2 separate regions of the Zea mays genome follow, and region 2 is linked to region 1. Evidence: chromatin contacts called from public Hi-C data. All regions are on one chromosome and are shown on one strand. The core of a region is the stretch at or near the end of the contact, and the rest is flanking DNA. Distances in the headings are between cores, read along the strand shown.

Evidence for each region. A called contact is a pair of places that touch in the nucleus more often than the background predicts.
Region 2: a Hi-C map of leaf shows a contact between it and region 1, with 6 times the contacts expected there. The contact joins the promoter of LOC103637728 here to the promoter of LOC100272484 in region 1. A contact is called at or near these places in 2 of 25 Hi-C or Micro-C datasets (bundle sheath and leaf).

The regions. Positions count from the first base shown.
Region 1 is chr1:104,633,932-104,636,631 of Zm-B73-REFERENCE-NAM-5.0, reverse strand. LOC100272484 (Protein HAIKU1) reads left to right here and starts at 1,416. Exons shown (of 1, transcript NM_001146955.1): 1 at 1,416-2,700. The coding sequence starts at 1,563. The coding sequence ends at 2,489.
Region 2 is chr1:104,947,436-104,950,135 of Zm-B73-REFERENCE-NAM-5.0, reverse strand. It overlaps LOC103637728 (probable xyloglucan endotransglucosylase/hydrolase protein 27), which reads left to right and starts at 1,430. Exons shown (of 4, transcript XM_035964065.1): 1 at 1,430-1,560; 2 at 1,652-1,870; 3 at 2,040-2,140. The coding sequence starts at 1,693.

The DNA.
Region 1 (2,700 bases), core at 167-2,666:
TCTAAGTTACTGTCTACTCATAGAGCAAAAATGTACATAACTAGATGTATATTGATTGATTGATCGATTGTTGGTGTTTCAATCGGCCGTAGCCCTCCATATATATAGAGAGAGAGGTTCGGACCCGTTACAAACCGTCTCCCAAGCTAATTCCACGGATTTAGCTAACAAATCCCGCAAGAAATTTAGAACTCTAACTGGCTCTGCGCGCGCGAACGGTTCGTGCCATAACGGTGAACCATCCAGACCGCGGAGTGTCCGCATGATCAATTTGGTGCTCAACAATACTTAGGTCAATTTGGTGCTCAACGATACTAAGATCAATTTGGTTCTCAACGATACCAAGCGAGGAGAAGGTGGGCTGCTAGCATGCCGACATGCATGCTGCTAGCGCGACACACACTCGCCATGGAGGTAACAAGACAACATCAGAATTAATAATATTATTAGTCGAATAAAAGCAAAGTTTTTTATATTCTTTATAGTTTTTGAGATTTTGATTGTCTAACTGCCTATTTAATTAGATGATCAAATATAAATATATATATATATATATTTATTTGTGTCTAGAAAAATAGAGATTGAAGATATACTCTCTATAGCACGAGTTATAAAAAAATCTACTCAACATAAAAGTATAAACATATTTTTATTCAAAATTAATTTTTAGATAATGATTTAGAAAGTATAGACTCTCTGTTCCGAACCTTTATAGCCAATTGTTATCTCAAATAAGTTGTTAATTGATTTTAACTGGGTCAGAGCAACTACCAAATGTTTAAGAGGCATAACTATGAATTAGCTCGTACATTAGCTGATCTGCTAAAAAATAGCTAATTTTAGCTCCTAATCAGTACTATAAATTTTAGAGGTTTGGAAGAGACAAAATTTAGAATGAATGCAGGCCGGGCTAAAAGTCTCATCTTGAGCCCCACTGACAGTATTAATAAATACCTGATAAATGCGATGTGCCGTAGAGAATTCAGCGAATTGGTCAGCAACACCTCAGCATTGAGCATGCGGCAACGAAATCGTAGTCATGTAAACATTTCCGTAATACTCGCTGTTGCCTGTTGCTCATGGTCACTAACCTCCATCATCATCACGCCATAACTCATGGGTTGCTGCTGATAGTTACAGGAAAGTGCAGGGCAAAAGCTGGGTGAAGTTGAAGAAATGCAAAAAGTCCAGACACCAAAATACGTATTGCTGCGGAGCAAATGGAATCGTAGTGGACAAACGGAATTGCTGGCCGGCAGCTAGTCTGCCACTCGATCCATCGGCGGACGGCGGCAGTGGCCAGTGGGCAGCGGCAAAGACGCGAATCAACCGAGCTGGTCTCCCTCGCCCCTGAAGCAAAGCAACCTACTCCGCGCTCGCTCCTCCACTTGCTCCCCTCCTCTTCCGTGCTCGTCCCGTCCACCGCCCCCTCCCCCTCCGCTTACGCCACACCCAGCCCAATCAACTCGCCGCGGACCGCGCCCATGCCCTCATCTCCCTGCTCCTCCCAAAATTGACCACCCAATCAATCGGCTCCTAGTCCTCACCCCCGACCCGTTCCCATGGATCGCACCACCTCCAACAACAGCAGCAGTGCCAGTAGCACCACCTCCGCCGGCAGCCAGAACCCGCACCTCGGCGTCAACAAGCTCGGCCGCTCCATCCGCAAGGCCACGCCGCCGCCGCCCCCGCAGCCACAGCCCGCCGCAAACCGCCCTCCCCAGCCCCAGCCGCAGGTCTACAACATCAGCAAGAACCAGTTCCGCGACATCGTCCAGCAGCTCACCGCCGGTACCCCGTCCCCACCGCCGCCGCAGCACCACCACCAGCTCGCCCACCGCCCGCCGCAGCCGCAGCCCAAGACACCCTCCATGCGCCTCCAGAGGATCCGCCCGCCCCCCATCGCAACCCCCGTCGCCCGGCCCCCGCCCGTCCATCCCAACCACCACGCCGTCCCCCACAACCCTAACCACAACTACCCCGTCTTCCACCGTCCGCCGCCGCCGCAGCCCCAAGCACAGCACATGCCCGCTCCCGGCCCTGCCTGGGCTGATTCCCCAGTCTCAGCGTACATGCGCATCCTCGAGAACTCCCTCTTCAGCGCCACCCCACCGGGAGCCGCTGCCGCGGCGGCGGCGGCTGCAGCTGCAGCTGCGGGACAGCTGCCACACCCTCACCACCAGCCTTCACATCCTCATCCCCCGCCTGTACCGTCGCCTGGGATACTCCCTTCCCCAAGCAGCTTCCTCAACCTGCTCTCGCCCACGCCCAGGTCACCTTATCCGCTACTCTCGCCAGGGTTTCAGCACCCGCCGCCGCTCACGCCGAACTTCCCCGCGCTGTCTCCGTTGGCGGGGACCGGCATCCTTGGCCCAGGACCCATGCCGCCGCCGCCGTCGCCGGGTCTCTGGTTCCCGCAGTCGCCGTCTGGGCTCCTTTCTCCATCAGGCTTCTTGCCGAGCCTTAGCCCAAGGTGGAGAGATATATAGCAAGTCTGTGTTTTCCACAGCAGCTGCCCCTCTTGAGCAAGGCGGCCGTGTAACATTTGACGGTAGGGACGTAGCCACGGTGAGGTCGGTTGGGTCGTCCGCCGGATTTGGCTGGAGAAACACACAGGTGGGTTGTAACTTTGGACTCCCATATTTATTGCTGCTACTTACTGCTTCTGTGCTGTGGTTGATTAGTCGGTATGTAAAAGGA
Region 2 (2,700 bases), core at 181-2,680, 310 kb before region 1:
CACCGGCATATCATATAATGGCTGGGACTATATAGGCCAATTTGTTACTGATGCATCTAGCGAGGTTTTCTCTATAGCGACATCACGAGACGAAAAACTTGGAATATTAGAGATTTTCGAATGCACGTGTGAGTTTTTTAGTGTTTCTTCTATTCCTCCTATAAGTTGTTCCGACTAATCTCATTGTAATTCCACAGAATGCTTAATAGATTGATCACCAGAATTACCTACATTGCTATCGTGGAATGAAGGTATAAAGGAGTCGAGCTTGATCTTTCCTTGCTTGACTATCTTCTTGTGTCTATCTGCCGTGAAGTGTGACAAGAATCTCTACTTCGCTTCTTCGTGCAGTTGGGCGCATCGTCATTCCATTGCTTCAAGAGATCCTCGAATCGCTGTTGTTCCATGATGGCTAGAATCCATAGTTGCCCTGACAATGTTACCTAGGGTGACGTTGGTACGGTCCTTAGAACCGGCCATTGAGGCCAATCTAATAGATCTAAAAGGTAGTCATCCCTCCCCGAGCGCCAAAAAGTGTGTTGACACCTTTTTATACCAAACAACAACGATCCTTAGATCCTGCTTGTGGGGAACGAGACCTTGTGGATCTCTCTGCGAGAGCGTGAACTATTTGCGACTCTGCGTAGAGAGCTCTGCTCTTCTCGTGGGCACATGAACTGTCTGCGTATAGGCGACAGACTATCCGCAAGGGCGCAAAGGGCTTTGTGAATCTTCTGCATAATCTGGATCTGGCCTCCCGGGAGGGACCCATCGAGGAGGAAAGATCTTAAGGTTGTCTTGTGACCAGCAGGCCACCTAAGACGTCTTTAAACGACGTATAGCCCAAGAGAGGTGAAGATTTAGGTCGAAGAATACTAATACTAAGGGTGTGTTTGGTTTGACTTTTGTCCCTTAAAAACCAAAAGCCAAACTAAAGGACTGGATCCAGAAAGCAGTTTTTTTCTAAAAGTCGACTTTCTCGCAGTGCAAAATTGAAAGCACCCCTGGTCCTGCTTTTAGTGGCTTTCAAATGAAACTGTGAAAACATATATCGAAGAATTTAAGTTTCGACCAAACGGTTTTTAGTTTTTTAACAGCTCACAGCCCACAACAGCTTTTTTCACAGCTCACATCCCACAACAGTTTTTTTACAGCCACAGCCCAAGCAAAGAGACCCTATGGCTAAATTACTCATACTCCTCATACATAAGTTAAAATTGGATTAATAGATCGATTGTTATATGTTTCAATCGGTCGTAACCCTTCATATATAGAGAGGGGGAGAGTTTAAACCCGTTACTAGTAAGTTTCCAACAGTTTCCGTGGACGACCATTCGGCGTTCGGATTGTTTGGGCCACATGGCCCGACCGTCCGGCCGTCGAGGTACCAAATCTGGTGCTCAACAATTTCAAAAATCAAAGGCTTCATTCCAGCTATCCCCAATACGAACAAATCAATGGGGGCGAAACTTGAAAATGAAGCTGCATCGTCGCTTTGTCTCTACTCTTGGTACTGGTACGACACAAGGACGAAGCAACAAGTCAGAGCGCGAGGCCGTGGTAGCTCTTGCTTGCTTCCCTAGCCTTATAGCTAGCAAATGTATGCAACCTGTCAGGGGCTTGACTCCTTGCTGGGCATATATATATATAGGACGTGTGCGCTAGTCGGGCGGGATACGGTCGCTAGCAGCCATGGCATCATCGAGTGCTGCTCTCGCCGTCCTGATGCTCAGCTGGGCGGCGGCTCTCGCGGCCGCGTCGTCGCCGGTGACGTTGTTCGAAGCCGGCTACATGCCGCTGTTCGGCGGCGGCAACCTAGTACCGTCGCCCGGCGGCCGCTCCGTCCGCCTCAAACTTGACCGCCACACCGGTAAGACGTACAGAAGGAATAATCCTCTGCAGCTACCTACCTAGCTAGCTAGCTCTAGCTACTGCGTCCCCGCTCTTCAAATTTGTTTCTTCCTCCTCTTCTTCTCCATTCGGGTTTCTTCTAGTAGCTTCTTGTTGATTCACCAATCATGATGCCCATGCACCGCCAGGCTCCGGGTTCGTGTCCCGATCGTCTTACCACCATGGATTCTTCAGCGCTTCCATCAAGCTGCCCGACCATCACACCGCCGGTGTCGTCGTCGCCTTCTACGTAAGACGCTTCGTTCTTATCTCCACCGTACCTCGAATAATTCCATTATCGATCGATATATATCCCTGTCTAGATGCTTAATTATATGTCGCGGTTGATGATGTCAAATAGTAAGACTAACTGCGGCATGGAGCAAAAGTTCTCAGGATGACTTGCTCCTCGATCGATGTTAATTGATTTCTTCATCCGTACATATACATAGTCTAAAGTTTTTATGTGGAATTTGACGAGTGCCTACATATACTTCTTATAAAAGCTATGAAGCCCATTTTTAATTTTAAAAAATAATAATTAAAGGCTTCTTCCATACCACACATTGCTAATTAATAAATTCCCCAATAAATAATAATGAATAGATGCATGTGTAAATATACACACAGTAATGTGTTGATATAGATGTGTGCACCGGGCCACTTGCTTACACGAAGCGTGTGGCGTGCCTACTACACAAGTTGGTTACCAGAAAGTACCCTAGCTAGTACGCCGTGGAAAGAAAAGAGTGGTTGCAAAAAAACTATCTAGATATTGGGTTTTTTTCTTCCGTTTTCTGTGACAACGAC